Regions from separate parts of the Capsicum annuum genome. Here region 2 is linked to region 1. A link is a contact called in public Hi-C data. All regions are on one chromosome and are shown on one strand. The core of a region is the stretch at or near the end of the contact, and the rest is flanking DNA. Distances in the headings are between cores, read along the strand shown. Region 1 holds the start of LOC107843459 (NADPH-dependent aldo-keto reductase, chloroplastic). Region 2 has its middle 34 kb from the start of LOC107844986.

Region 1 (6,980 bases), core at 3,504-6,003:
TTTTGAAATTTTTTTCAAGAAGGTGGAAGTTTATCTATTATGCCACAAACAACAAGATTATCTCCAATTTTAGTCTCCTCGAACCTGAGCTTTTCAATAATTATTATAAAGTTCTGGGCTTGGTCTACCATTGATTTGTTGTCCACTATTTAAAAATGAAAAAATCTACTAGCAACATATTTTTTCGCTCAAACCTCCTTGGTATCATACTTATTCTGCGATACTTTATAAATTTTCTTTACACTAGAGTAAGTTCTATCACGGTGATCATAAAAATTATTAAATAGACAATTAAGTAGAAAATACCAACACTTGTAGGAGTCATCATCATACTTTTCAATTTTATCTTGAAGAGAAATAAGTTCATTATTCATCATTATTCATGAAAGAGTTATCTACTTTATTTGAATTCTTCTCGGTTAACACACAAGAAACATTGAGGAGATTTAAGTAGAAAGGTACTTTATCCTTTCACCTCCTAAAATGAGTATCATTGAATCGGAATGACTTGTTAAGATCACCCATCTTGACATTCGCAAAATTTTCAATTATTTGCATTGAATCTCCTTAAAATTGTAGGAGAAATATTACAACAATTATAATTGAAAATACAAAAAATGAAGAAAATAAAATATATTTTTTTTGACTGAGGCGATGATATCTCACTCTCTTTAAAGAGATTCAACCCCACTGCAACAAATGTTTTTATATGTCTGACAATAAATTTATTGATTTGTCCCCTCTAGGATACAACAACTCACTCACTAAGTATAACTCAACAAACTCTGGACAAGAATTGAGTTTAAAGCTCCACAAAAAAGAACATCTTCCTTCAACTAATAAACGCTCTTATTTAGTAACCTTATGCACTCTATATTTTTTGTACTTAAAAAAATATTCAAAATCGTCACTATTTTATAGGTGAGAAACTCTTCCTTGCAATTAATAGAAAGAGGGTGGGATAGTAAAAAGGAAATATCAATGATTTAGAGGTTACAAGAGTTACAAGTCATAAAGTGATAAAATAATGATAGAAGTTATAAAAAAACATATGTCACATTTTTACCTATAACAAATGAGATTAATTGACATATAACGTCACCAAAATAAGATCATAAATGGACAAAAATATTGTACAATAAATACAGTAGTGATGCGACACTTTATTTTGTTGCTTTAAAGTCCTCTTAACTTGAAAAATGGAAAAAAGAGTAGTTCAGCAGTAAACAACAACTTTTGTAATTCAAAGAAAAAGAAAGTAAAGGCACACCAATGTCAGCAATAATAATAGTAAAAATAACATAAATCTCAACCTTATTAGAATTATTTACACACTCTCTCACTTTCTTAATTATTTTACTCTCTCTCCCGATTTATATACATAACAAACCGACATATACATAAAAATCTTTGTATATGACAAGGACGACATATACATAACAAGATCGATTCATATACATACAAGTATGACAAAGCCGACATATACATAACGAAGCCGATTCAAATACATAATAGGGTCGATATATACATAGAAGCTATGTATATGTATTAAACCTTTCAATCGGGCCGATTCGACCCGACTCGAACTGGCCCAGCCCGGCTCACCACACCAATCCGGTCCAATTTTACCCAGCCTGATCATCCTACGGGTTGTAGGATACTGATTAATTTTTTTGGGGCCCGGTTAACCCCGCTCGGAGCAAAATCGGTCCAGGTTCGCCGATTAATCGGCCCGGTTATGAATTTTTTTTTAAATGGAATTAGCATATGTTTATTACTATATTACTATAAAGTATTATTATTATATCATATTAAGTAGCATATGTTTTATTTAAAGAAGTACATATATTTTAAAGTGATATGTAAATATTGAATGGTATGTATATATGTGTATATATTTTTTAAAGTACTATATATTTAACGTATACATGTGTATATATTTTATAAACTAGTTTAGTGTACGCGCCTTGCGCGTGTACCTCGCTTTAAGAGTTCAAATATTACATTAAATAGGATATTGGTTTAAATAATAAATATGAATATAATAATTAAATTTAATATTTTTTGAGTTTGTAAAAATGGAGAATTTATTTATTAAATCTAATCTTTACAAAAAATATTTTTAAAAGTCGATCGACATTCTTCTACCATCTGTAAATTACAACAAAATAATACAATGATAGAGACATCAAAATAATACAATTAAATATAATCTTTACACACAAAAAAAAATTTAAAGTCGTCCGACACTCATCTACTACATGTAAATAATAACAAAATAATATGATAATAGAGATATCAAAATAATACAACTAAACTTAACATTTACATACAAATATTCCTCAAAGCCGACCAATATTTATGTATCACCTGTAAACTGCAACAAAATAATACAATAAAAGTGATATCAAAATAATACAATTAAACTTAAATTTTACACACAAAAATTTCTCAAACCCGATCGAGATTCATCTACGAACTGTAAACTACCACAAAATAACAAACTGATAGAGACATTACGATAATACAATTAAACCTAACATTTACCTAAAAAAACTTCAAAGCCGACCCACGTTCATCTAGTATCTGTAAATTAAAATAAACAATAAGATAATAAAGATATCAAAACAATACAATTAAATCTAACATTTACACAAGAAATTCTTCAAAACCAACCGACATTCATCTACGACCTATATAATAAATAAATAATTAAATAATAAATTAAAAAATAGTAAAAAGAAAATTTTGTCTAAAGAAGAGTCTTTTAATGAAGGGTAAAAAGTTCAAATCACTTTTCTAAGGGTCGAAAGAAAAATATTAATTAATTCTTCTGTCATATATTTTAGGAGCCCCACATATTTTAGGAAGTCTAGTTAATATAATAAAAAATAATTAAATAATAATAAAAAATAGTGAAAAGACAATATTGTCTAAAGAAGAGTCTTTTAATGAAGGGTAAAAAGTTCAAATCACTTTTCTAAGGGTCTTCACACTTTTAATATATTATAGATTAGTATATAACTATATATAGATGGTGTGTATATATATTGTAGTATATCTTATTTAAATTAGTATATATATATTGAATGATATGTATGTATGTGTATATATTTTCTAAGTACTATATATTTAACGTATACATGTGTATATGTTTTATAAATTAGTATATAACTATGTATATACCTAGTGTGTGTACATATTGTAGTATATATATTGTAGTATATTTTATTTAAAGTAGAATGCATATATTGAATGATACGTACATATGTGTATATATCTTCTATTGACGTATATATTTAACGTATACATGTGTATATGTTTTACAAATTAGTATATAACTATATATATAGTGTGTGTATATATTGTAGTATATTTTACTTAAAGTAGTATATATATGTTGAATGATACGTATATATGTGTATATATCTTTTATGGTACGTATATATTAAATGTGTAATTGTGTATATGTATTATGTGTATATATTTTTTAAATAGTAATGTAGTATATGCTATATATTTACTAGTAATGTGTATATTTAACGTATTTAAAATGTATATAGGTGGGTATATATATCGTATAATAGAGATTTTTTTTTCCTTTTCTTCGATTTTGACCGGATTTTTAACCGATTTTGACCGGGTTTAGATGGGTTGGACCGGGTTGGGTTAAGTGGGCCGGGTTAGGATTGTTTTGAACGCTTTTACTGTTGAGCCTGGAACCAGACCGACCCGGATCCGAATCGGCCCACAACCTGGATAACTCTCATGGGCCGATTCCGATTTGACCCATCCCGACCCACTTAACACCCTTAATATATATTTTTAGAGAAAAATGAGATTTTTGTAATATGTTTGGAGAGATGAGATTTTTTGTAATAAGTGAAATTAAGTTGTGGGTTTGGGTAATTTTTAGATAATATAATAAAATATTAAAATGCTTAAATAAATCTACAAGAAGAATTAGAAATACCATTTTGAATTACATGTTATAAGTTAATGACCTTTATACATTAAATAGATTTTTAAGATAAATATAAAATTTGAATAAAAATTATTAAATTCAATTAAATCTATGGCCAATAAATCTTTTTGATGTGACGTTGCAAGAACTACAATTTTCACAAGAAATTCACGCCAATAATCTCTTTTTGAATTCTGTTTAGTGCTTCCTTCATCTCCAAATAAGTGTTGCCTAATATATCTTTTTTTCTAATATATTCTTATGCTCCATCTACTTAATAGAGCCAATTTTCAAGAGATATTTTATTAAATAAGAATAATTTAGTAACTACACATTGTATTTCATAATTTCTTAATGAGCGTGATTTTTTATTTCCTTTTGGTTTGTCCAGAAAAAAAAAAACACATTTTTTATTTGATAATTATTTAATAATATTATCTTTATTTTTGTTATTGGGTCTTACTTAATTAAAAAAAATAACTAAAAAATAAATATTAAAGTGACAAAGGTTCAATATTATAAACTTTATAAAGTATCATTTATTTTTTAAACTCTGCGTTCAATGAAAAGACGATACATAAAATGAAATGAAGAAAGTATTTTTATGATAATATTTTAATTTTAACTTTTTACATAAAAATTTTAAGATCACAAATTTATAAAATTTTATAATATATTTGATATAATTTTAATTTAGAATCACAAAATTTTAAAATATCTTTTATTTTCACAAGTTAGTAATTTGACACGATTCTATCAAAAAAACATTTTTCTTGAAAATCTGACAGTAAGATTCTTGAAGTTGAGTAGACAGGTTGTGTTTGCTAATACTTCACATTTCTCTTTTCATTATCTTTTTCTTCTTTTATTTATTCTAGTCTCCTTCTTGTTGACTTCTAATTAGTGCTAAGCTTAATTTTGTATATATCAATGGCAGATGCTATAAAATACTTTGAACTGAATACAGGAGCTAAGATTCCTTCCGTTGGTTTAGGTACTTTTCAGTCCCCTCCTGGTGTAGTTGGCCAAGCTGCTGAGACTGCTATCAAGGTTTGTTCTCTCTCTCTATGACATTCAGTTTGTTAGTTTGTTTCAATTTTTATTAATGTTCCTTGGTTAATCATAAATTAAAAAGGTGAGAATATGTAGTTATTAACTACTATATGACTTGGCTTGGTGTGAATATCGGGTGAGAATAATTTAATTTAATTTAATTTACTATTTCTTCCGTTTACATTTGTTTGTCCTATTTTTATTTGACATGAAATTCTAAAAAGTATGTCCAATGCATCAAATTGCCCTTTGATTTTGTGAGTTTAAACATGTTACGTTAGACCGAGCAAATTGAAATCGAGTGAGTAAATTATTAAAGTCTTACACATGTCATGCACCTTTTTTGTTCGGTATATGTACGGGATGTGAGTGAGCAGAGCCAAAGTCAAAGTCAGATTTGAAACTTATGAGTTCGAGATTCTATCCAGTTCTTCTAAGTTACTAGGTTCCAAATTAATAGGCATACAACAACAACAACAAACCCGGTGTATTCCCACGTAGTGAGGTCTGGGGAGGGTAAGATGTACGCAGTCCATACCACTACCTCCGGAGAAGTAGCAAGGCAAATTAATAGGTATACATATGTAATAAATAATTTAAGACAAATATACAGTTTGGATCAAAGTTATCCGTAAGTGAAAGTCTAGCTCTGCCTTGGACTGTGAGTAAGTATTCCAACTAGGCTTCTAGCTAGCTCCCAATGCCAATGGTACCGCATTTGACTGTGAGCTTTTCCTTCTCATATTTACTATTATAATTTGGTATGATGTCGTCCACAATGTGGAAAAATTAGAGGAAATGTGTTTTACTTTTGGTAGGTGCTAGAATTGTTATGTAGCATTTTGTTATGAACATATTTTATGGATCAAGGGATGATTGTTATGAACATATTGTTATGTAGTACTTCAGTTAGCAAGGGATGATTGTCTGGTGCAAGAATATTAGAGCTGTGTCATTTGTGGTATTTTCTACAGTTTTCAGAGTTAATTATTCACTTTTCGTTTATGCATTACAGGTTGGATACCGTCATATTGATTGTGCTCAAGTATATGGCAATGAAAAGGAGGTAATTTGATTTAACTATGAAGCAAATATAGGCTTTTGATATCATAGATAAGTATCTCATGCATTAAACATATTACGACAAGTGAACAATGTAATCTGTCATTTGTCAATACACAAAGTACACGATGCAAAGTGTTACAGCAAAATGTCTGTTTTCGCCAAAGATGTCCTTATTGAAATGTCTGCTTTCACCAAAGATTTCCTTAAGTTATCGCTTACCCTTCATGTATCCTGTTACATGTTCCTCAAATGTTGGTGCTGTGGTGCAGAATGAACTTTTATTAGTTTATCTTGGATCTCAGATAGCAGCACACAATATAATCTGCAGAATCATAATGACATATCAGCATTTTAATTGTCATGTTGGCTTCGGTAACTAATAGACATGCCATTTTTTTTCTAGCTGTGTCTAATATTTGTAACTTGTCCAAACTGTATTGACATCTTAACCTTCGAAGCTTCAAAACATATGCCGGACTAACAATTTATTGTTGAAACTTGAAAGTGTTACCTCTATTGACTATTTCTCCATTTCTTTAGATCGGTGAAGTTCTGAAGAAGCTGTTCGAAGATGGTGTTGTCAAGAGGGACGATCTCTTTATTACATCCAAACTCTGGTAATCAAGATTCAAACAAATTGATAAAAGACACCTCTTTTGTTTTTTCTGTTTTTCACCCTAAGTATAACCGTGTCCCATTTCTGTCCTTTGGAAATTGACTTCTTGAATGTTTGTGATCTCATCAGTTATTAACAATCCTTCTTTTATTTGGCATTATTGATGCTTTTGATGTATGCTTCACACTTCCTAATATTAGACAAAGGAATTACTACTCTAAGATGCCTTTTCTAATTCGTAACTAATATGGTCTTTTAATTCCTTTCATTTATATGCAAATG
Region 2 (6,554 bases), core at 2,140-4,639, 230 kb before region 1:
TCCCATGAGTCTTCCTGCCAGATTAGGGTTGGCCCATCCAGTGTTAGTAACCCGTGGAACGGTGCTAACACCCTTCCAGCTGGGGTTACAGGTTGGACTCCAAATCAATCTATAATCGGGGTATGTTAGTTAGATGATAACTCCCACAGTCTCAGTTTCAGTAATTCAGTATTCAGTACAAAACTTAGTTTAGTTCTACACGATCATAACTTTCAGTTATCAGTAATCAGTGTTGACACTTAATTTTTGCCCTATACGACTAAGTTTGAATATGAGTTTCTTCGATTTTAAATAAAATTACAATATTTGTTTTATTTAAATAAAAAATTTTCAAAGTATTTATCTGGGTGATTTTGTCATTTTAGTAACGATTACATATTTCTTATTCTCTTACACAAAATTATATAATTTTTTTATTTAAATAACTATTTGATGAAAAATTAAACTTTAACCCAGGGTTATCTAGAAAATTGATTTGTACGGTTAAAATTTTAATTTAAACACAATTTAGCCTCAAAACAATTTATTTTGAAAATGAAATAAAACAAAATAAAATAAAAATATTTATCAAAAAAACTCGGGATTAAACAAATTGTTAATTTATTTCGAATTATGATTTAATTTTGTCAATTAATTGAATTCGTCCATAATTAAAATTAATTAGATTATAATTGTGACACAATTGACAAATTTACTTTTGATTTGGCTAAATTTTAAATCAAATTAGCTAATTAAAATACCCGCTTAATACAAACCAACAGCCCATTCCCCCTTCTCCTTATTCCTTTCTCCCTTACCAACATAACACAAACAAGAACAGTACCAACATCAGCCCAATTCACTCACCCGACCCAAATCCCTTTTCCTTTTCCCCTTAATCGGCCCAACAACAACCAGCCCAACAGACCTCCCATACCTGGCCCAATCTTCCAATTCCTTCTCATTTCCCTTATACACCAGCGCGTACAGCAACAACATTCAACAACGTACAAACGTACGAACAGAACAACGACCAACCTCAAACAGCCAACAAACGGCGTACCCGTCAACAACGACCAAACGGCGTCAAACCCCAAAAACCCTAGCCGCGTCATCATCTATTTCTAGCCCTGTCAGCCTTTGAAGCCAACAATGGCAGGAGAAACAGTCCCCAAATGGTGTTACAACGGAAATTTGCTCTGAATTTGTCATTAATGCAAGATATGGAGGGGATTCTTGGTTGAATTAGAATTCAAATTCCGTCCCAACTTTTGCAAAAATTATTTTTTCAAATCCGGATTTCATCTGTAAATAGCCTCTCCCTCACCATGGAAAAGAAGAGGATTTTTGGGGAAAAATTTGGAGATTCTGGAGGCGCACGCTTCTAATCTCACGCAACCGAAAATCCTCGACGAGTACTCAAACCAACAAAAATTAGACCATTTGTTGGAATACCAGTGATCGGAATCGAGCCTAGGTGGTGGAATTTCGGTCACTTAAAAGCTCGTTTGTCCTAGTTGCTGCTCCAAAATTGGTGAGAGCTTCATTTTTTTTGTGATACTCTTTGATGTTGGGAATCGAAAGTCATAATTTCCCTGTCGAAGTGGTTCATGTATGGTTATTTAGATAAATGCTATAACTGGTGGTTGTAAATTTGCATATTTTCAGGCTGTGGCTATATTTGGTGAATATTTGATATAATAATAAATTAGAAACAGGGTATTACGTTACTGCTTGCTCTTTGGCTGCTGAAGTGTTGTTGATTGAGGTTTTGTTTCTCATGGTGGTTAAATGCTTAAATCGTGTAAAACCAAATTTTAGGTATATTAAAGCAGTAGTTGTGAATTTGTGAAAAAAAAAAAAAGAGAAGTGAAAATAAAAAAAGAAGGGGGGAAATATATGATACAAAAGTTAGGCAGTAGCACTAGCTGGTGGGAGCCAATACATTAGGCAGTACCAAAAAAGTTATTTATGTTCAATGTATGGTATACAATGAGTTTGAATTTTAGGATTTGCTTATGTTTGTTGGGAAAATGCATAATTTTCATCCCATACTTTTTAAGTAACACCTAAATTATATAAGTAATCTATTACACACCTTAACTATATAAAAATAATATTATTACATCCCCGCAACCCCCATTCTAAGACGCATGTGTTACACTTATTTTAGGCGCATCCAGCCTATTAAATAACAAAAGTAAACGGCTAAAAATATTAAGGGAAAAGACATCGTTTCCACTTTAAACTATAATCGAAAAGTCGAATTCACACCTAAACTATATAAGTGACCTATTACACACCTTAACTATAAAAAAGTGATACTTTTTACTGACGTGGTGCTGACGTGGTAGCGCGTGTAAATCACTACACCACATGTAAGTGGTGGTAGCCTGACAGGGTGTAAATAATTTCACTTTTTTATAGTTTAGGTGTGTAATAGATCACTAGTATAGTTTAGGTGTGACTTCGACTTTTCGGGTATAGTTTGAGGTGGAAACGATGCATTTTTCCTATGTTTGTTCAATGTATGGTATAGAATAGGTAGGGCCAAACCCATCGATATGACCTCAAACTTGTCCTGAAAATTCACTTAAACCCCTCAACTAAAGCTTGTACCTATCAAGTGCTAAAATTGGTACCTATCAGGCATAAAATGATGATATGGCAAGGACTCCTTGGGCACGTGAACAGTAAATTAAATAATATTTTACTTTTTTTATTAAAAAATTTATATTTAAATTATTTTATTAATATAATTTTTAATTATTCTAATATTTTAATTTATTTTTTTTAGAAAAAAGAAAAGCTCCCCCCACACCCCACAGTCATCATCTTCTTCAGAAACACCTACCTCTCCCCCCATAACAATTATCAGTGAACAAGATTTGAAGAATCGAAGCTTCATTAAGCACAACAACAAAATCCTTGTCAATCTTCATGATTTCGAGACAACAAAATCCATCAAATCAGTTGTAAATTAACAACTCTATGAACAACAACAAAATCATTAATCAATCTTCACCATTAGAGACAACATCAAAAAATGGAGAAACTCCATTAAGCACACAATGAGTAACCATTTTTCACCATTATCAACAACATCAAAGATTTGGAAATTTTTTTTTTTTTTTTTTTGGAGTTGATTTTCCGGCGAGTCTCGCCGAAAAATATTGACTGTGTTGCTTCTCTCGTGTGGGTGAACTGTGTGTGTGAGTGAATGTGTGTGTTTGTGAGTGAACTCTGTGTGTGAGAGTGAATGTGTGTGTTTGTGAGTGAACTGTGTGTGTGAGAGTGAATGTGTGTTTGTGTGATTTTGGAGTTGATTTTCCGGCGAATCTCGCCAGAAAATGTTGACTGCGGTGCTGCTCTCGTGCATGTGTGAACTATGTGTGCGTGTGAGTGAATGTGTGTGAGAGAACTGTGAAACGCCGGGAGAGGGGTGGTATGAAGATGACGGGTGGGGGGTGAGGATGAAGACGATTGGAGGTGGGGTGGGAGAGGGGGGGGGTAGATGATGTATGTGTGTGTGAGGGAAGACGACGGAGGGGGTGGGGTGGGGTGGGGTGGAAAAGAAGATGATTGGGGGGTGGGGTGAGGTGAAGAAGATGATGATTGGTGGGGGGAGGGGGTGGGGGGGCTTTTTTTTCCTTTTTTTATTTAATTTAAAAATTATTATTAAATATAAATAGAAAAATAAAAAAATCAGCAATTTTTCATATTTTTTTTTTGCCACGTGTTTTTTTTTATTGGGTATTTTTGCCATGTCACGCGAGTGTAACACATTCTATATACATTTTGCTGATTAGGCAAAAAATGTCCAATTGGAATAAAATTCGGAAGGTTTAGTGGTCTGATAGGTACAGGCCTTAGTTTAGGGGTATAAGTGAATTTTTGGGATAAGTTTAAATTGCTATCAATGGATTTGGCCAATAGGTAGTTACTGGTTAGCCTATATGATTTTATTTTAATACAGTGTAGCATTTAACACAATCTCATGAATGATGATGCTCTATGGTTCCCTTGACAATGTATGTCTTGTCTTTCCTTTTTCTCCAGTTTATATATAAATTTTAAAGATGGGTAGCTGTTATTTTGTGTGGGATTTTGGATCAATTTTATTTTTATTTATTTTAATTATTTTTATTTATTTATTATATTGAATGAAAAAATGAGTCAAATCAAGTACCGAATCTTTGGCACCGGAATAGCTAGCATGAATAAAAGGTTGAAGTAATTATCCGCTAAACATCTAGTAGTTTCATGCTCCCTTAAGTTAATACTGCATATAGCCGAAAATATGCAATCGTGCATATTTACATCCATCTTATCGAAAACGAGTCTGTATGTACATGTGTGTGTCCATTCCTCACTTATAACTTACTTTTATAACTTCACTTTATCCGGTTATGGGAAAATTTGGAGATGCAACTTATTTATACTTCGTCGGATTTAATATTGTAGAATTTCATGTTGTCAGGTTAGTGTCCAATGGCTTCTAAACCTCTGTTGGAAAAATTGGATTTGGTACTAGAGTTCAATGGACTTTTTTGATTTTTGTCATAACCCATTCATATTAAAGAATAATAGATAATTATGCTTTGTTTTCGAATCATGAAAAGAATTTATATGTTTTACTTAGATGTCTAGATATGATTAATTTCACTTTGAATTGATGGCTAATCCCTATATTTTATTTGATGCATGTGGTTGTCCATCCGGGTCCAATAGGACCCCATCTCCTCACATCTCTCCAGGATCAAGTCCCAAAAGTCTAAAGAGACTAGCTTGGAAAATAAGGAGGGTATACGCTAGATATACGGGTTTTCTGGGTCGAAGGCAGCTAATATACGCCAGCACACGATGGAATAAAGTCGGGAGCAGACATGTAGATGTTTACACACTGATATAGTGTGTATACACAAAAACGCTGAAAAAACGTGGCTGATATATGCTCAGTATACAGCTGGTATACAAGATGCAGAAAAGGGCCAAAAGTCCAAGAGGAATAGGCCCAAAGATTGGCCAACTTTGAAATGGGCTAAAAAGGCCCAAATTTTAACCTTTCTTATATATTTCATATAATTTATATTTGATTATGTGTTTGTATTAATTTCTCAAAATTGGTTAACCTTAATAGATCCCCCTTGAATCGTCATTTTTGTTCGCCTTTGGATTTATCTTTTAAGTATTTTATCACATAAGCGTAATATTCTAAATTAATAAAAATATATCTTCCTCCTTGGGGTGGATCCTTTTTTCCAAAAATGGCATTTTATTTTAACAATACGTTAAAATAACTCATTTAAATCAAAAGAATTTTCACCAACCTAAAATTAATTTTTTGGGGGAAAGTTAAAAAAAAAACACTTTCATTAATTAATCAAAGTTCATACTTTGTTTTGAAGATACATATTTTGTTATCAAAAATGATTTTCAAAAAATCACTTTCTTTCTCTCTTTTATTTAAAAAATAAATAAATAGTGATAATTTGTAAAGAAAATGGGTTTTAGCTCAACCTTCTTTACAAACATTACCTCAAGTCATAAAGGTCTATTTCTTTCACTTGTTCGAATAAATGTCATTTAAAAACTAGTAAATAGATATTTTCTTGAGTTAAGGGTAATATTTCCATAAAATCTCTTCTTTTTTTTGGTACAAAATTAGTCATGTCTTGTAAGTTAGTCAAAAATAAGTCTTTTGGTGAACCATTTTAAAATAGATGCTCCTAAGTGCCGTAAAAACCTTCTTAGGGCATTAACTGAACCCTTATTCAGAATCCCTGATCTCGAAAATTTATTTCTGTTTTTAAATCTTTGAAACCCCTTTAAAGTTTTTCTTGATGTTTTCGATAAAAAATCAAGTGGCGACTCTGTGAAATCTTTCAAAATTATTTTGAAATTCTCTTGAATCTTTCGAAATAGTTTAAAAGGGTCAAAATCATTTTTCTTAAAATAAAAATCCAAAAAGGGATAAAACAATCAGTTATCAGAAATTCAGTACTACAACTTCAATCTAATTCAGACAAACGATATATGTTTGGTATTACATGTTCATTATCTTCAGTAGTCCCAGTATTGCATATACTCTCATCCAGTTACTTCATGATATTTAGTTATTCTTACTCATGCACATGAACCCATGTATATTAGCCCAACCTTACCTAGCATACCAGTACATTTAAAGTACTGACGTATACTCTCTTTTTACGCTATGATGTCTCATATCATAGGTACGGATGCTCGGGTTCCTGACCATAATTAGCCAGATCAGTCGATCAGCCACAACTGTAGTAGTGAGTCCTTATCCATCGAGGACGGGATACTTATTTTGTCATTGCATCAGTAATTCAATTATTTCAGACAATAGTTACGAGTTAGTTGGGGCCTGTCCCATCAATTTTCTTATTCAGATGTTTAGAGCTTTTTAGACACTTTCAGTTAGCAGTTATTCCACAGTTGTACTCAGTATTAATTTCAGTTTATGAACCTTATGGCATTTTCAATTTTACTTCCATATATGTTTCATAATTATTATTCAGTATTCACAGCAGGTACCAGTCATGGGTTATGCT

What was found. Hi-C and Micro-C count contacts between places; a contact is called where the count stands out from the background.
Region 2: a Hi-C map of leaf shows a contact between it and region 1, with 4 times the contacts expected there. The contact joins the enhancer-like site here to the promoter of LOC107843459 in region 1. A contact is called at or near these places in 2 of 5 Hi-C or Micro-C datasets (leaf and placenta).

The regions. Positions count from the first base shown.
Region 1 is chr10:191,687,434-191,694,413 of UCD10Xv1.1, reverse strand. LOC107843459 (NADPH-dependent aldo-keto reductase, chloroplastic) reads left to right here and starts at 4,753. Exons shown (of 7, transcript XM_016687766.2): 1 at 4,753-5,014; 2 at 6,033-6,083; 3 at 6,623-6,699. The coding sequence starts at 4,895.
Region 2 is chr10:191,916,091-191,922,644 of UCD10Xv1.1, reverse strand. No RefSeq gene overlaps it. Among protein-coding and RNA genes, the nearest start is that of LOC107844986, 34 kb to the right of the region's middle. Within about 2 kb of position 3,389, at least 2 of the 5 cell types and tissues checked have an H3K27ac peak or open chromatin away from gene starts, as enhancers often do. A contact at or near this core is called in leaf, where this site is marked.